Regions from separate parts of the Pan troglodytes genome. Here region 1 is linked to region 2. Evidence: chromatin contacts called from public HiChIP or PLAC-seq data. All regions are on one chromosome and are shown on one strand. Each heading gives the region's core, a stretch centred on a gene start, on an enhancer-like site or on the middle of the called end of the contact. The rest is flanking DNA. Distances are from core to core; before and after follow the strand shown. Region 1 holds the start of KMT5B (lysine methyltransferase 5B). Region 2 holds the start of NDUFS8 (NADH:ubiquinone oxidoreductase core subunit S8).

Region 1 (3,257 bases), core at 175-2,674, 180 kb after region 2:
GTTTAAATCGAAAAAGGGCCACATCACAAAGAACCACAATCAATCAAATTAATTCACCTGCCCTCTATTCTAAGGAAAACTCCCCCCACTCCAGGTAAATTTCATTTGGCAAATTCTTAAAAATTAACTTGAAAGAACACATGTTCACCTCCCCAGTATTCCGAAAGTTCCACCACTTAATAAATCGTTAAGTTACTGTTTCAGACCCGGGTCCAATAAACCCAAACAGACTGAATTTCTCAGCACCCAACTTGTTTCTATCTTAATCCAGCAAGTTGCATCGAGTTGTCATTGTTCCTCCTTCCAAGGCGGAGGTGACAACGGTGCACATCATCCGCGGATACGTGGAAGGACAGACAGACACCAGGGGACGCAGGGAGAGCGGATAAAGCACAAAGGAGAGGCAGCGGCCGCGGGGTCGCCGGGCCACGGCCAGGGGCGCCGTCGGGGAGGAGGGTGGGCTGCAGGACGAGCTCGGGAGGGCTCCGAAATGCGCTCGGGCCAAAACAAAAACAAAAAGTTCAGCGCGGCAGTGGGAGCAGATTGGGCGAGACGGTTCACGGCTGCCCATTGGAGAAAAGGGAAAACAGAGTCCCCCAATCGCGAGCGGCGGGGCTGCTCCCCTCGTGCGGCCGCGGGCCCGGCCCCGACGCTGCCCGGCGGCCGCTACCGCTCCCTTCCGGCCGCGGCCACCACTGCAGGCCCCGCGCCGGCCCCGCACCGGCCCGGCCGCAGCCCCGCCCCCCGCGCCCGGCCGCTTGCGCCCGGCCCCGGCCCCACCCGCCCTGGCCCCAGAGCCCTGCGACCGGCCTGGGCCCGCGGTCCCCCACGTCCCCGCCCGCCCCGTCACCGAGGCCGCCCCCCGCACACCCTCGCCGGCGCCCGCCCCTCCCCCGACTCACCGCCTGCGCCGCCCCGCTCCTCCTCGGGGCGCGTCCCAGGCCCCGCTGCCCGGCCGCTGCGATGCGGGTCCGCGCCGCCGGGCCCCGCGTCCCAGTCCCCCCCAGAAAATTAATCACCAAAAATAATTCCAGAGAAAAATGGAGAGTAAAATCCAAGATGGCGGCGCGGGCCGCAGCACCGCTCGCTCCCTCCGCTGACGGGAAAAATGAGTCCCCGCAGCGTCCGAGCCCCCCGCCCCCAACCGGCCGCCGCCACCGCCGTCGCGCCCCCCGCGCCCCCGGCCTCGGCTCGCCGCGCCCCCGGCGCCCGCCCCCGCGCCCCGCCACCCGGGGCCTCACCTCCGCCTCGCGCACGGCCACCCGTACGAAAACCGTCCGCCGGCTTCAGGACTCCGCGTCCCAGGTCCGTGCGCCGCGCGGTGCCGCCTCCGGTTCCCGGGCGTCCTCACCTCATCGCCCCGCAGCCCTGCCGCCCGCACCGCCGCCGCGTCGCCGCCCCCGGTGAGCCGCCTGGACCCCGCCCGGGCACGGTGGAAGGATACGAAAAGAAGGCCGCGGCCTCGACGGCGGAGGGACACCGTGCGGCGCAGCCGCCACAGTGTGCGCGCGCCTCCCGCCCGGCCCAGCCGCCGCGGCGCTTCCACGGGGGCTCTGTGCGGGACGCGGGCACGCGCGGGGAGCGAATTCTGTGCCGGGCGCTCCCGACGGCGGAGGGACAAAGGGCGATTCGGAGCGAGCCGTCGCCTCCCCTCGTGGCGGAGGGATTCGCGGCCGGCCGGTAGGCGGCTGGGATCCCTCCGCCCTCCCTGCCCTTTAAATCGCGGCTGAGGCGGCGTCGCCCGCGCCCCGCGGGCGCCACCTTAGGGTCCCCTGCAGCCCTTACGCGACCGCATTCCGGTCCCGGTCCCCGCGGGACCGCGGCGGCTGTCCCGGGCCTTGGGTCTTTGCACACCTGCCCCTACCAGGGACGGCTCTAGAGCCAGCCTCTCGGGCTGCAGCCCTGGGGAAGGGGACCCCCCCCCTCCCGCCGCGCGTCCCAGTTGCTCCGAGGGAGGTGGCCCCGGGCAGACGAGCGTTTTTGTTGTGGGAATGGGGGTCACTGGCAGCAGATGCACCCTAAGACCGTGTGGGTAGGCTGAGCGTTCCTGCGCGGAGCATGCGAGGGAGGAGGAGAGCGGGCGCGCCTTGGCCTGGCCCCCCGCGGGCCCCGCCGCCCCCAGCACCCACTATGTGCCCCGCGCCGTGCTCCGCTCCACTCCGGGTGTGCCCTGCGCGCTGGCCGTGCGGTCCCTCCTCGGGGATCCCGGGCTGGCGGGGAGATCCTGAGGGACCGGGCCGCCTGCGAGCCGGGGAGCTGCGAAGCTTGCCTGGGCATCGATCTTGTAGTCCAGACAACAGAACGATGAGCGCGCTCCCGGCCCCTGCGGGGCTGCCCAGGGCCTCCGCGCATCCTCCCTCTCACGCGTCAGGACGACCCCCGGAGGTGGGGGCCATGTGGGTCCCACTTTACACCTAGGGAAACTGAGGCACAGGGAGTTCCGTGACCTCTATGACAACTAGTCAGGGCTTGAGCCAGAGCCCTCATTCAGCATTCGGGTGAAAAATGCAGAATAAATCAGGAAGCGGGTGCGGAGGACCTCCAAGAAGTTGAGGTTGGCATAGGCGTGCAGATGCCTGGAACTTGGTGCCGGCAGGTGCCCAAGGAAGCGCAGACCTGGAGTGTGAATTGAAGCGTGTTGGGGAAAGGGGGTGCCTAGGATATGGGCGGGTAGTGGGACCAGCCAGTGTCAAGGCCCTGGGAGGGGAGAGAGGCTGCCCTTGCCACAGAGAGGAGGCGGGCAGGGCAGGCAGCTCAGTCAGATGCCAGGAAGAGCCGCAGCCTGCCTTAGTTTTCCCCTGCGGCTCCAGGGCCATCATCCTCCACAAAGGATGATGAATCGAGGCCGTGGACGACCACCCATCACAAGAACTGGACTAAGTCCAACTAACACTGACGCACAGCGCCTCCCTCATTTGCCCTCATTCTCGACCTTGACTTTGGCTGGTAGACATGATGCTCATTACCGCCTTCCACAGAGGGAAACTGAGGCACGGTGACTCGCTGAGGGCACATGGCTGACGGAGGCAGAAGCGGGTCTCATCTTCAAAACAGAGCTCCTCCCACTGCCCTCACCTGCCCTATCAGCAGCTTCCTCCTTTTGGAGGCCGATTCGGGTGTGGGCGGTGGGCACAGCCCAAGCACTTCTCCTGTCTGCCCTTTCACTAAAAGCAGCGTCATCTGTGGCAGCAGAATCCACTCTGCCACGTTCGTCTTTGCAGACGCAACTAACAAATGATTGCTTTGGTGTTCTTGGT
Region 2 (3,667 bases), core at 947-3,446:
AGCCGAGCCTGGTGGTGGCAGGCGACTGTGGTTCCAGCTGCTCGGGAGGCTGAGAAGTGAGGATCACCCGAGCCTGGGAGGTCGAGGCTGCAGTGAGCCGAGATCGCACCACTGCATTCCAGCCTGAGCCACAGAGCCAGATTGTCTCAAAAAAAAAAAAAAAAAAAAAAAAAAAAAAATTCGCTGGTAGGAAACATAGGCTGGTTGAGTACGGGAGTCATACAGATCAGGTGGATCAGGCGGCCGCACACCGCAGCTCTACGGCCCGGGAACGTTACTAAATACTCCCATGCCTCAGCTTCCCGCCTTAACGTGGTAACACGTTACTGTAGTTTCTCCACGCAGAGCTGCTGTGAGGATTAAAAGAGGCCGCGTGAGTTGAGCATCTCGTCGCCATTACCGTCATCACACGCCCCCCACCCAGCCCCGGCGGGCCCACCCTCTGCACCCACGGCGAAAGCAAACTCTTTCTAAACCACGCCCCGGATGTCCCGACTCCAGCGGCTCGGAAGTCTTCACTTATTGGCCTCCCCAAACCAACATGGCGGCCCCCTACAAATTTCAAGCGCCGGTTTCTCCTAGCCAATCAAAAGAAAGATATTTCTGAATCCCGCCTCTTTCAGCCGCCTTGCTGGCCAATCAGACCACACCATGGAGCATCAATACCAAAAAGGGGGAACCCGCTGGCCCAATGGCAGCGTCCTACAGTGTAGCCTCCGCCTCCCGATTGACTGGCCTGCTTGGCAAGGCAAGTAGCGGCGGCGCTTCAAGGTGGGTGTTCACGTTTTGGCCGTGAAAGTCGGGCTTGGGCAGCGTGGCGTCGGGGGAGAGTGTGGTGTCCCCGTAGGCGCCGCCAGCTCTGCGCCTGGGCTTCCCCTCGGCTCACTCAGGACCCGCGGCCTCCGTGTCCTTCAGGTGCAAAGGGGAGCCGGCTCTCAGGGCGCATGCGCCGCCCGCTCTGCGCCACCGGCCTAGTTAGGGTCGGAGATCACTGGGAAGGTGGGGAAGGTGCTGGGTTGGGTCCCTGGAACTGCAGTCAGTGATCCAAAGGAGTGAGCCTGTTAGGGGGTTCACAGGTCGTGGGATGAGCACTTATGAGCGCCGGCTAAGTGCCGGGCTCTGGGCTCTGGGGTGCCTTTGGCATGTACGGGCTCCCCTAATTCCCAAGACCAACCGCCCCCAACCCACTTCATAGGTGAGAAGACGGAGGTCAGGTCACATCATCTGCCCAAGGTCACGCGGCAGGCTGGGGGACAGTTCCAGGAGGGCCTTGAAGCTGGGGAAAGGAATGTGGTACCGAGGACTGTTCAGGCCTTGAAGGGTTTCCAGCAGGGCAGGGCTGGGTTCCGATCCTCCGCCCACCTCCTTATCGTGTGACTTCCGACAAGTCACTTTTTAATCTTTTTTTTGAGACAAGGTCTCACTCTGTCGTCCAGGTTGGAGGGCAGTGGTGCAGTCTGGGCTCACTGCAACTTCTGCCTCCTGGGTTCAAGCGATTCTCCTACCTCAACCTCCCGAGTAGCTGGGATTATAAGTGCCCACCACCACACCTGGCTAATTTCTGTATTTTTTGGTAGGGACGGGGTTCCACCATGTTAGCCAGGCTGGTCTCAAACTCCTGACCTCAGGTGATCCACCTGCCTCAGCCTCCCAAAGTGCTGGGATTACAGGCGTGAGCCACCACACCCAGCCCTAGCGAGTCACTCAACAAACTGAGTCCCAGCGCCTTATTTGTGCCTCCCTCGTGGAGTCCTTGTAAGGATAGGATGGCAGCGCTTTCCACCCCTGGGCACGGTTCCTGGGGGAGGAGAGCTAACAAAGTTCGCTCTCAGTGCATGCTGGCGGGGGCTGGTAATGTTGTTTTTGGTCAGATTTGGGGAGGATGAAGGGAGGAGCAGAAAGGTGGGAAACAGGATCTCTGGGAGGGAGAAAGGAAGGATGGATTTAAAAGGTTTCTTAGGTGAGGCAGAACTTGGGGTCCACAGAAACTGAATTGTAGCTCAGCCAAGCTGAATCAGATGGAAAGCTGGGAGGCGCTGGGAACAGGAAAGCCATCTGTGCCTCTGACAGCAATGGGGTGCGAGTAGAGGGCAAAGTGACACATGTCAGTGGAGACTTGGGATCCTTGCGGTGCCAGTCTCAGAAGAGGATGGTTCTTGGGCACACCCCACCCTCCATCCCTTTTTATGCCACCAGATGCGCTGCCTGACCACGCCTATGCTGCTGCGGGCCCTGGCCCAGGCTGCACGTGCAGGTAGGACCAAAGAAGCCTTTGCTGGGGGTAGGGGAGTCCAGTCTCCTGGTATGAGGTCACGCCCTTCTTTTTGCAGGACCTCCTGGTGGCCGGAGCCTCCACAGCAGTGCAGTGGCAGCCACCTACAGTGAGTACCTGGGTGGCCTCTAGCCTCAGGTGTTCCTGACTGGTCCTGCTGGAGTAGGGGAAGAGACCTGAGTTCCAGTCCTGGCTTTGTCAGGGGCGTTATTCTCTGAGCCTGTTTCCACTCTTAAAATGATTATGGTGATGGAGACTGACTCTGATTCACAGGGGCAGGGTCCATCATTGCCGAGGTTAGCATGTGTGATCTCAGAGCTCCCTGGGTGTGATGGGGAGGGGGTTGCCAGGTGTGAGCCATGGGTACCTGTGCCTATTGCCAGTCCCTGGTGAAGGCAAAGGCTCAAGCCCCCCACCTACCCCCCTTGATTCCTCTTTCAAGCCCTGTTGGGCAGGGAAGTGCGTCTGAGCTCCAACGGCCACCCAAGCACAGGGAGAGGTAGGCACGGACGGGCTCGGGCCAGAGGCGGCCTCCAGGGTCCTTGCTGAGGCTAGGGAGAGGTGTGGTGAGTGTACAGCCCCTTTGTAGCCCAGCAGTTGCACCTGGAAGTGAGGGCCAGGCTGCTCTCCCTGAGGCTCCAGGGAGACAGTGTGTGAGGCCTCTTGCCATGGCCTCCCTGCCCGCCTCTCTGCAGAGTATGTGAACATGCAGGATCCCGAGATGGACATGAAGTCAGTGACTGACCGGGCAGCCCGCACCCTGCTGTGGACTGAGCTCTTCCGAGGTGCGTCCTGGGCAGGAGGGGACAGGGCAGGTGCCGGGTGGGCACGGATGCATGGGGGAGGAGGGTGCCCCTGCCCACCACACCTGTGCTGCCCACAGGCCTGGGCATGACCCTGAGCTACCTGTTCCGGGAACCGGCCACCATCAACTACCCGTTCGAGAAGGGCCCGCTGAGCCCTCGCTTCCGTGGGGAGCATGCGCTGCGCCGGTACCCATCCGGGGAGGAGCGTTGCATTGCCTGCAAGCTCTGTGAGGCCATCTGCCCCGCCCAGGTGAGCCCCTGCCCCAACCGGCCACCACGCCAGCCCCTGCCACTGGGAGAGGGAGGCCAGGCAGCCCTAGGCCCAAACCCTAGCCCCTGCTTGATGTGCGTCCCCAGGAAGTCCCTTTCCCCCTCTGAGCCACTTCCCTCGTGAATGGGAATGATGAGGGCTTGCTACCAGAGCACAGAGTCAGTGAGTTGGCAGAGTGAAGCTTCCAGCCCTGGGCAGGCGCCTGACACACAGAGGTTCCCCCTTGGGGTCTGGCCAAGGGTGTGACCCCTGGGCATCTGAGCCATGGGGTGGCACCTGAGGCCATCCACGCCTCCCTGGATGTAGCCACCGTTTCTG

The links. HiChIP or PLAC-seq counts read pairs in DNA pulled down with a chosen protein or histone mark.
Region 1: a contact with region 2 is called in an H3K4me3 HiChIP or PLAC-seq map of stem cell-derived excitatory neurons, with 2.5 times the contacts expected there. The contact joins the promoter of KMT5B here to the promoter of NDUFS8 in region 2. A contact is called at or near these places in 1 of 7 Hi-C or Micro-C datasets (stem cell-derived neural progenitor cells) and 1 of 1 datasets of contacts at active chromatin or transcription factors (stem cell-derived excitatory neurons).

What each region holds. Positions count from the first base shown.
Region 1 is chr9:70,254,945-70,258,201 of NHGRI_mPanTro3-v2.0_pri, forward strand. KMT5B (lysine methyltransferase 5B) reads right to left here and starts at 1,425. Exons shown (of 11, transcript XM_009423578.5): 1 at 1,242-1,425.
Region 2 is chr9:70,071,296-70,074,962 of NHGRI_mPanTro3-v2.0_pri, forward strand. It overlaps NDUFS8 (NADH:ubiquinone oxidoreductase core subunit S8), which reads left to right and starts at 2,197. Exons shown (of 6, transcript NM_001071780.1): 1 at 2,197-2,254; 2 at 2,331-2,381; 3 at 2,968-3,057; 4 at 3,156-3,328. The coding sequence starts at 2,197.